Linked DNA regions of Hordeum vulgare: region 1 is linked to region 2. Evidence: chromatin contacts called from public Hi-C data. All regions are on one chromosome and are shown on one strand. Each heading gives the region's core, a stretch centred on a gene start, on an enhancer-like site or on the middle of the called end of the contact. The rest is flanking DNA. Distances are from core to core; before and after follow the strand shown.

Evidence for each region. Hi-C and Micro-C count contacts between places; a contact is called where the count stands out from the background.
Region 1: a contact with region 2 is called in a Hi-C map of seedling, with 2.8 times the contacts expected there. The contact joins the promoter of LOC123426270 here to the promoter of LOC123426261 in region 2. A contact is called at or near these places in 1 of 6 Hi-C or Micro-C datasets (seedling) and 1 of 1 datasets of contacts at active chromatin or transcription factors (embryo).

The regions. Positions count from the first base shown.
Region 1 is chr1H:100,550,941-100,556,686 of MorexV3_pseudomolecules_assembly, reverse strand. It overlaps LOC123426270 (probable GTP diphosphokinase CRSH1, chloroplastic), which reads left to right and starts at 1,462. Exons shown (of 4, transcript XM_045110073.1): 1 at 1,462-1,902; 2 at 2,614-3,546; 3 at 4,134-4,412; 4 at 4,526-4,893. The coding sequence starts at 1,513. The coding sequence ends at 4,663.
Region 2 is chr1H:100,322,397-100,327,786 of MorexV3_pseudomolecules_assembly, reverse strand. It overlaps LOC123426261 (ubiquitin-40S ribosomal protein S27a), which reads right to left and starts at 3,027. Exons shown (of 1, transcript XM_045110063.1): 1 at 2,275-3,027. The coding sequence starts at 2,939. The coding sequence ends at 2,472. It overlaps LOC123426251 (protein MAEA homolog), which reads right to left. Exons shown (of 7, transcript XM_045110053.1): 3 at 5,271-5,390; 4 at 4,548-4,733; 5 at 4,278-4,411; 6 at 3,981-4,167; 7 at 3,562-3,882. The coding sequence ends at 3,781.

The sequences.
Region 1 (5,746 bases), core at 213-2,712, 230 kb before region 2:
TCCACACGGTCGCACAGGTCGACGATGCTGTGGGAGAGGTTGTTGTCGCCCATCGGCAACAGCTCGTCACAGTTCAACACTTCGACGGGGTAGCCGCCGGTAACGACCGCGACGTAGACGCGGTGAGAGCCGAAGGCGATAATGGAACCATCAACGGGGAAGTCCGCATCCTCTAGGCGGCGGGCGTTGTCGTTGACGCAGTCGAGCGCGTCGTGGCGCACGACTAGGTCGTGCGCCACGCGGTCGCCAAAAGGGGTGAAGGGTCCCGCCCGGAACGTTACTCCGGTCGGCGTCGCTGCCGGCTCCACGGTGGGCTCCAACTGTCGTGGTATTTTCGGGACAGATGCCATGGGTGGCTTAACTCGTAGGTTGGGGCCGATGGGCGCCGACGGCGTCTGGGAACAGGTGTGGGGCGCAACATGCATGACGTCGGTTTACCCAGGTTCAGGGCCCTCCGGTGAGGTAAAACCCCTAGTCCTGCTTAGGTGACTATATGGGAATCACAGTAAAAAGGTTGCTCCTTGAGCTGTTCATGAGGAGGGAGATGGAGCGCTGGCTGCCGGTCTCGCTACCTCAGGTGGTGTTCTCTATGATTGTGGGATTGCTATCTATTTTAGCCTGCCCCTCTCAGCGGGCAGAGGCGTGGCTTTTATAGTCAAGCCTAGGGTTACAATGGTAACAGTAAGATTTGGGGCGGGGGACGGGCAGAGGCGTGGCTTTTATAGCAAGCCTAGGGGTACAATGGTAACGATAAGATTTGGGGCGGGGGACGGCTGCCAGTCTCTTAGGCCGGATGCGGGGCCCACCCGTGGTTGGGTCTTGTCGCGGGACCCGCCGATCATGTGCAGCAGCGGCCGGTGCGCCGAGCCATCAGGACGGGTGCGACAAAGGGGGAACGTGGCTACAGGACCTACTTGCCCGGTCACGGTCGGGGTCGTGTAGCCTCGTTGACCCTCTCATCATCACGCATGACGTGTCATTCAATGGCGGAGACAACACCCGGCGAGCCCGGACTGCTGCGTGGGCTTCCATGGTGCATGTGCATGGAGCTCTAATAGTAAAAAACGATTTTGTGATCAATTTATGTGGGCAGAAGCTAATTAACTTGGCATCACGTATAGCTTGCCCAGGCTCTAACTTTGAGCTGGCTCCGTCATTGATGTTATTATGCAATCAACATTCTTCTCTCATAACAGATGTTGAAACACGTACTATAGTCGGCTGTAAATTTGTATCTTGTTTTTTTCCTTTAGCAAGCAAAAATTTGATGTAACTTTTCTTTTTTCTTTTAACTAGCAAATTTAAATGCGTGTTGGAAAGAACGAAAGGACTTGACATAGAAATTAAATTTTCCGATCAAAACCCCCCGTCTCTTCCCGCGCGAAGAAGGATCCTACGTGGCAAAACGCGAGCCAGTCCCCACCTCATCACAATCACCATAATCACATATCCGCACAGCGGCTGCCACAGTGCCACGTCGCCTGCAATCCATCCCCGGAGCGGGCCCCACCCATGGCGACCGCAGCCACCACCGCCGCGGCCGTCCCCGGCGGCCGCCATCAGCACCGCCACCACCTAGGCCTGCGCCCATGCCCCAACCTGCATCGACTGCGCCTCCCTGCCTCCGTTGCTTTTTCTTCCTCATCCGCCCCGTCGACCTCCTCCTCCTCGCTATCGGCCCCGGCGACGCCGCCGCCGGAGGGAGGAGGGCGGCTGGTGGCGGAGCTTGTGGGAGTGTTCAACGAGCTCACGGCTAGGATGGGAGAGGGCCTGGCGACCACCTCCTCGTCGCGCCTGCTCTTCCGCGCGCTCAAGCTGGCCCTCCCCGCCCTCCGCGACGGCGACGGCGGGCAGGCCCTCACGCGAGCCCTCGCGGTGGCCGCGACCTTAGCCGACCTTCAGGTGCTGAGCCAGAGCCTCCTCCTCTGTTCTGTTTGCGTAAATAGGACTATATCGTTCGATTCTGGAGACTGGGCGTGGGTTTTCGTGTTCGCATGAACAGGTAGAATTTGATAATCTTTGGCCTGTTACCCGTGGATTCCTGGATCAAGTTCAAGTTCGCATGAACAAGAATTGCAATAAATGCATAAGTTCATTCTGTGAACTCTTTCTGAAATGTATTTCCCAGTACACATTGGTGTTCTGTTGTTGAATGCATCGAAAGAAGTCGCTGGATAATATTGTTTACAGCAATTATAACTTACGTAGAAAGGAAAATCGGTTTTCTTGCCATGGCACCAGCATTCCTCGTTTCACAGTTACACAAACTATTAAACTCAGGCTTGAATATGATTGTTTAGTTTCATGTCACTGATTGCTACTGTTTGGTTCATTTTTTCGAATTTAATTCCTCATCTGTACCATAAGTTGAAGACTCTATCGTCTGGCAGTATTGATGGGTAGAGCATTTCTTGGACTAGTTATCCATGCTTACGATTAGGCTCTTTGAACAATTTCTAATCGCTCCATTTCCCCATAAGGTTGTAGTGATTCATAAGATATCTGCACTGATTTGTATGATAACGAAGTTAAGTATCATTGGGTTTATTTATCCACTCTTAAGCTCTCATGTTTAACAGGGGTTTTGAATTCTTGTTGTATGCATAACGGCAGATGGATGCGGAAGTTATTTCAGCCGGCATATTGAGGAAAGCGCTTGATGCAGGGACTATAAGCATCAGCGATGTAGAAGCTCAAATTGGGACTGGCATAGCTGATTTACTGCATGAGAGCTTAAGGCTTAAGGTTGCTCCTTCGAAGGTCGACGTATTGGATGATGAAAGTGCGAGCTCATTGAGAAAGTTTTTCCTTTCGTACTATGACATCCGGGCAGTAATCTTGGAGCTTGCTCTGAAGCTCGATACGATGAGACACCTTCAGTACCTCCCCAAGCATCTTCAGCGAGTAAAATCTCTTGAAGTAATGAAGATATATGCTCCACTTGCTCATGCTGTCGGGGCTGGTAATCTGTCACTAGAGTTAGAAGATCTTTCATTTAGGTACTTGTTTCCTCATTCATATGACCATGTTGATCAATGGTTGAGGAACCGAGAAGCCGAGTGCAAGCTCCTGATAAACGCCTACAAGGCGCAGTTGCTTCAGGCACTGAAATCCGATGATGAGCTAAACGAGATTGTGCAGGACATCTCAATTGAAGGGCGGTACAAAAGCCGTTTCAGTACTATGAAGAAGCTAGTAAAAGATGGCCGGAAACCCGAAGAAGTAAATGACATACTTGGTTTACGGATAATCTTGGACCCTCGATGTTATGGTGGCTCATCTGATTGGGGCCCCAGGGCCTGTCACAGGACACACGAAATCATCCGAGCTCTGTTGAAGGAAGTGCCAGGTAGGACAAAGGACTATGTGACACAGCCAAAAAGAAATGGCTATCAGAGCCTGCATGTGGCAATCGATGTAAGTGAACCTGGGAAGACGAGGCCACTAATGGAGATACAAATACGCACCAAGGAGATGCACAGAATTGCTATTGGTGGAGAAGCGTCTCACTCTCTCTACAAGGGTGGTCTTACTGATCCCGGAGAGGTGAGTCATCTACTTAATTCCAATTCTCTCTTCCTTAAAAAAAACTCTCTTCCTTCCTTTACAGTACACTGAATCTTCTGGATTTATCAAGGCACTCGGAGTATCTTTCAAAACATAGTAGATAAGTTGTTTTATCGAACCAAGGGTCAAAACATGTACAAACATAGTCTTGATGAGTTATGTATAATGCTGCTTGCTCCAAGATACGCCTAAATTTCATCCAGCATATGAGGCTTCTTACTGAAATTGTCACTGGGTTATAACAGTTAGTTCAGAGCTCACAGCTGAGATGGTAATGACCTGGTTTAGTTTATGTTCCTAACTGATACACTTGTCTGCTGATTTGATCACGACACATGGTTTTATCTTGAAATCAGCATTCTTATACCTTTTCTGAGACTGAACTGAAAGATTATTCTTGGGGCATGACTAAGAATCAGCATTCTTATACCTTTTCTGAGACTGAACTGAAAGATTATTCTTGGGGCATGACTAAGAATCAGCATCCTTATACCTTTTCTGAGACTGAACTGAAAGATTATTCTTGGGGCATGACTAAGAATCAGCATTCCTTGAATATTCTCCAGGCTAAAAGACTCAAGGCTATTATGTTGGCCGCGGCAGAGCTAGCAGCTCTTCGCCTTCGAGACCTGCCAGCCAGTGGTCATAGAGGAGGTGAATGCAAGAACCAGGCTTTCTGCCTTATAGACAAAAATGGTGATGGGAGGATCAGCATTGAGGAGCTCACGGAGGTGATGGAAGATCTTGGTGCTGAGGGCGAGGATGCGATGGCGCTCATGCATCTCCTTGATGCAAACAGCGATGGTTCCCTGAGCTTTGATGAATTTGAGTCGTTCCAGAGACAGGTGGGTGCAAGTTATACATCCGCGACAAGTTATCCTAACACAACTGTATTGTCAAAGTCACCCTTTCTGGGCACACAGTTTCTGATATATTTGAAGTGTTTCTGGCTTATCAGGTTGAACTGATGAGAAGCTTGGAGGACAGGGATGACCACTACACTAAGATACTGAAGGATAAGCTGCAGACAATCGACAGCGCTGGCCTCATTCACTTCTATCGCAAAGAGTTGGGAGACAAACTGCTTGTGAGCTGAAATATATTTTTTTTTAGAAAAGGAGGTCGAGCCCCGGCCTGTGAGCTGAAATATATGGGCCTTTCTTTTAAGGAACTGCGCTAAACTAAAATGAATCGCCAAAGTGTAGTTTTGATGTTGGCGCATACATTGGAATGTGATTAACAGCATTTAATTGTACATACTTGCTGATTGTATGCGGATCTATAGAGCAAGTCTGAGAAAGTAAAGGTTGTCCTCCACATTGTGCAGAAGCTAGCTGTGGCATTTTGCAACATATTTCTAACTTTGTACATATTGTATGGTTTAGCTCGTGTTACTTACATCACGTTGTTATGAAAACAACTTTTGACTAGGGGTATCCTTTGTAACGGGATTAGTGATATGTAAGTAGCAGTGTATGACGGCATTATAACGAAGGTAATTGTACATGGACAAAGTAACAGAACAATGTTTTTGAATAGTTGCAGTCGCCTTGTAGGAGCACAACTTATGTCATACGAGGAGTTGTCGGGAAAAGGGCTTGACACACCATCTTTTAGAACGTTGTCATTGCTGAAGCCCCATGACTCATGACGGTCCAAGCATTACAACATCCCTTGGACTCCGAAACCAGATACCCCGTTTTGAACCTTGGTTCCATGACTCATGACGGTCCAAGCCTTACAACATCCCTTGGACTCCGAAACCAGATACCCCGTTTTGAACCTTGGTTCTGAGGAGAGGGAGAGGGAGAGGGAACGACTCCTCTTGAGTTTATTCAAGTGGGAGTGAAAGTGTTACGAGCTCATTGGGGCTATTTATAACCTAGGTGCGATTGACAAATGAACAAGGCTACCCTGAAGATCAGGAGATGAGAGGGTAAAACTATCTTTAGTGCATGAGTTGTGCTTCCATTGGGCTGCAGAAAGATTATGCCCCACGGGAGGTATAATTCCTTTGACTTTATGAAGGTTTCTCTTCATAGGCTTGAGCTTCTTTGCTTCCTTGCCTTCATCTTTGACTTGGTCTTTTATTTTCTCTTTTTCTTGTGACTCGTTGACCATACTTGTTTCTACTTATGTTGAGCGAGATAGCTTGCTTGGACCCTTTGTAGTTTGCTTG
Region 2 (5,390 bases), core at 1,778-4,277:
TGGTTGGCTGCTCCGTTAGAAACTGACATTTGTCATAAGAGCAACCCAAATTTCCTCAGAGTCTTCAAGAGTAAATCATCAATGAGGAAATACACCAAACACCAAACCATAAACCAAAACCAAGTGATTGAGCATCATTGAAGAAGTTGTTTCTGTGTGGGATTAAACCCTTTTATTTTTGAGGACTGTGCATCTCCAAACGGTTAGGCGTCATGGTCTACAACAATCCAGCAGTCAATTGTGGATCGCCGAGTGACCAAGTTTGTGACGGTTTGAAAGTCTGCCCTGAAGACTTACCACGAGTGTTAGACGAGGATTTCGTGTTCTTAGCTCAAGGAGAATACGTTAGGGACTGTGTGTCTTTTAGTTTCAATACCAGGCCGCTCCAAACCAGATGTACAATTATCACAGTAGTTGAAACTGGGTCACCAACCATTGTCTTCACTGTGAAACGAGTTCTATTTCTTCAACTCTTTCAATTTCTCATATTGTATGTTCAAGATTTTCATTGTCACTATTTAAAGAATTTGCTGAAGACTTTCTTTGAAATCCTCAATCCCAAATTCTTCACAAGAGTTAATCCTCACAAGTTTCTCTGTGCCTGCATACTGTGCAAACTGATTTTCATATTCTTCATCTTAAGAACTGTTGTAGTGATACTTTGCACTTCTGATCCTTTGTTGTTTCCACTGCAAGTTAGTCATCAGTGAGTAATTTTCCTCAAAAGGAACTTCCTCAACGAAAAATCTCCTATTCAACCCCCCCCCCCCCCTAGTCGATATAACGCAATTTCACTACCCACGCATCTTGTGGCGGAAGGACCAGGCGCTCGTTCACCATGGCTTGGCAAGACGACTCCTCCTGCTCCGCCGCCGCGTTCCTCGCCACCGTTGCCCGGCAATCGACGTCAGCCAAGACCGGGAGCCTTAGCATCGGCACCCTCAACTTTCGCTAGGTATCTATGGCTTAGCAAGGGGCGACGTACTTCTGGAGTGGCCTTATCAAGCCCGGGGCCTTGGCATCGGCACCCTCGGCTTTCGCTAGGGATCGATGGCTAGGTGTTTGTGATGGGGAGGAAAAGTGAGGGAACAGCAAAAAAGGCAAGAATCTAGACCAATGTTACCTACTTTTCACTTCAGCCGGTGCCGGGACCTTTTGTTCGCCCGACCGAACAAAAAAAAAGGAGCTACCGACAGGCCTTAAATGAACGTACGTATGGTTCCACATGTGTACTGCCAACGCTACTCGCCACATAAACAGACGCGGTTGCCTGCGATTAGGCACAGAACAAACCAGAAAACCAATCTTGTTCGGATTGACACGCAAACCAAGTTCACGAGCGTCTGATGTGGAGACGAACGCACAGGGATGAAACAAACACCAACTGGGTTCTCGCTAGTTTATGAAACTAAACGACAACAATTTAGAAGCGGATTCATGCTACAAGCTTGTATATAAACGAGCTTCCTAGGCTTGCACGAGACGAAGGGCGTGAAAATTTCTGTCATCCGCAAACGACATCGCCAGTGAAAAGTGAACCTCAGATATAGGGCCATTGGCAGGGCATAAGCAGCACTGACACTGTTGCCTAAACAGCGTTGGGCCAATTCCAAGATCAAATTGGCTAAAACCAACAGAGATACTGAATCATCTCACTGATTACTACAGATCTACTACAGCTCATGTGAATGATGCATCATCACATACAAGATTATAGCAAAACTCACCTACATCTACAACTGTAAACTGATAGGCATATGGCATCATAGACGGAACCAATATTACCACCAAAGGTAGGCAATGGTGAATGGTGAACACACACAAAGACTGATGGCTAAACCAAAAGGCGGCACTATGCTCCACACTAGCAATCATCGCACTGCCACTGTCAAAAACCAAGGTAAATGACTACATATATTCACGGTTTCAGACACGTCTAGCCATCTAGGTATGAACTAACATATATATCTAGAACAAACAACCAGCCAATCGCTTGGAATGAACTGAATTCTAATTGCAAAGTGACAAAGATCTGAACTGAATTCTAATTGCAAAGTGACAAAGATCACACACGCAACAATCCTCACATGGCAAAACAGCAATAGCAAAATATTCATCCACATGTAAGCCCTGCATAGTTATTGACTAATAACCTAGAAACGCCTGCAATAGAGGGTTAAGCTCAAGAACACATATGTCAACAAGATACATGTCCCGTAATCGCACCACCTTGATAAGATCAACAAAGCATAGAATATAAGAGCAGACATGGAATGGATTAAAATCATTAAGACTAATAGCATACGGACACCAAAATTTAAGCACGCATCGCATTACAGGAGTAGGCGATGAAATATTCAGGAAACATAATACTCCAAGGTTTCAGCTTAAAAGACAAACGGGACACATCTAAATGAGTTCGGTTCTCGATTGGTAGGTAGGTAAAAGAGCAGAGCAAACGCAAGCCACCTCTAAGCCTTCTGGTTGTAGACGTAGGTGAGGCCGCACTTGCCGCAGTAGTGGCGGTCGAAGTGGTTGGCCATGAAGGTGCCGGCGCCGCAGTCGGCGTTGGGGCACTCCTTCCTGAGCCTGGTGACCTTGCCGGTGGCGTCGTCGACCTTGTAGAACTGGAGGACGGCGAGCTTCACCTTCTTGTGCTTGTGCTTTTGCTTCTTGGGCTTGGTGTAGGTCTTCTTCTTGCGCTTCTTGGCGCCTCCGCGGAGGCGGAGCACCAGGTGGAGGGTGGACTCCTTCTGGATGTTGTAGTCGGCGAGGGTGCGGCCGTCCTCGAGCTGCTTACCGGCGAAGATGAGGCGCTGCTGGTCCGGCGGGATGCCCTCCTTGTCCTGGATCTTGGCCTTGACGTTGTCGATGGTGTCCGAGGACTCCACCTCCAGCGTGATGGTCTTGCCCGTCAGGGTCTTCACGAAGATCTGCATCTTGGCGGCGGCGCGAGGTCGCCTCCGCGCGCTGCGGCGGCGACGGTGGCGGCGGGGTAGGGTTTGGGTTGGGGGCGGAGTGGATGCTAGGGTTTGTGGGGCGTGGAACGGCCTAGCTTTATAGCTGGGGGGTTTCGGATCGGGCGTCTGGGCTCCGTGGACGGTACTTTTGGGCCGGGCTGTGGATTGACTTCGCTTGTGTGGGCCATTTCATGTGGGCTTTGACTCCAGGATTTCCACCTGTCAATGGGAAGGGAAATTCAAATGTTGAAGCCCACAGGCTAGCTCGATCATTTTTTCGTAGTAATATTGGCCGATATATTCGGCTCTTTGTTATTTGATGTAAGCATTTTCTCAAAAAGAAAATGATGTAAGCAGGGGTACTGCACCTCAGAAAAAAGAATTGTTGTTATCCCTCAAAAGAAGTTCATTTTATAGTCCATCCCTCCTAAAAATCATTTTATTGTCCTAAAATATTGTTTACATTTTATATCTCCATATTAGAGGCCAAAAAAATCATTCAAGGGAATTCATTTCTACTGTATTTCCTAAAGGAAAAGGGGTTTCATTTCTCTCAGAGGAGATGATTTCTCACGACTATGCTTTAACATCTTTTTGAATGTTTAAATTCGGCAGAAATTCATTCATTCGATCAGGAAAATCAACTGATGGAAAAGCGCAATCTGCAGTTTCAATTTCGGTTGGTTCTTTTGCTTTGCACTACAACTTAAATTAACCGCACAACAATGTTCGGATCATCCATTCATTCTATGTACATTCAGACTGGCAATTCTCATCAATCATCCATCACCCAAGACGAGCTACGACGGCATCGCCAAGATCATGAGATGTAAGCCTTGACGAGCTCGGTGTAGTTGCAGACTTCTCCTGTCCTTGGGCATGTGATCTTGCCCCCGTTCTTCTTGGCCATCTCATCAAGGGCCTGGGGTTTGCAACACCGCACAACACAAGCAGCCATCTAAGTTCTGGATTCAGTGTGAATAGTTGAGGTATTAAGATTTGAGTCGGATCGGTGCATACCTTGGTGCTATAAACGTAGCCGTTGGGCAGGACGAGCGGTGGATTCTCGGTGTCCATGAGCTCCTTGGTTATGTGGCAGACAAGCTTCGAGTGGTGCTGCTTTGAGAAGGGCAGCGGCTCTGCGAGTTTCCGGAAGCCGTCCAGCGACAAGGGGTCTTCTTTGGGGCAGTTCCCCTCGAAGCAGAATCTTTGCAAGGTCAAGGAGGGTAAACAAGATATCGTGGTTATGTTACTACAGATTTAGAGTATGGTCACCAGTGAAAAAGAAAAGAGAAGCATCAATCATGTAAAGGATACGGAGTCTTGAGAGCTGTCAGGCCTGCTTGCAGGTAAATGTTCAGCAACGGCTCAAGCGTCATACCATATAGTTTGTAGAATTCTTGCTTAAACTGATCCACAAGAAAATCCCACTGATTTTGCTCAAATAAGACCTGCGAGTAAAACAGACGGCATTAGCAAGGTGCCCAAATTTCCATTGATGCTTAAGCACCAACATCTTAGTCCAGCTGCTATCATATTTCTGATGCAGGCACAACAAAACAAGACGACATAGACAATGCTGCTAACCTTGTAAGAAACACAGTTTGTGGTGCTTCTAAAAACCAGTGTTGCTGTAACACGCTGCAATTCTTTCATGTGGGTAGACCCCCAGGGAGCAAGGTATTTCCGAGCATATGATATAGCCTGCAGGAAGTTCTTAGCCTTGACTAGTTCCACAAACTCCTGAAGCCTCAGTAAAAACTCAAGCTTACTCTGCAGGGTAAACAACAGGGTGAACAACAAAAGACACTGATATACCCGAACAAAATTAAGTGTTGAGACAAAGAAGGTGCTATATGGCGGCCAGAAGCTAGCAAAATCTGGTTTCGTTCTATTTTACATATGGAAAAATGTAAAGAGGAAGACTGATGCCTCGCTCGCGTACTATGCATCCTCCCATAATGGTTAACCTTTTTTTCTCTAGACTTGGATGCTTTCACGCATGAAGAGGTGTAACAAATTACCTACATTCTCCGATTTGGAGTATAAAGGCAGACATTTCACAACATTCATGCCACAATATTATAATTACTGAGATTATCTGTACCCGCATAAAGTGACTAAGTTACAAAGGTGAATAATTTCAACAAGCAACCGACATGATTGATGAGCTATCAGCATTATCATTGGTAAAGATCAATGCAAGCATCCCATTCCCCAGTGCTTTATCATATGGACAGATTCTTTACTCCATCTCACTGCTATATGAACGGCATACATCAACAATGAAATAGCACAAGTAACACAAACCTTTGATTTCTTTAACCGGGATTTATTTTCTGCACACCAAGCTAAAGCAGGAGCTATTTCCTTATTCCGAAGAGAATCAATCACTCTTTTTGCATCTAGAAAGACATCAATATCAACAAG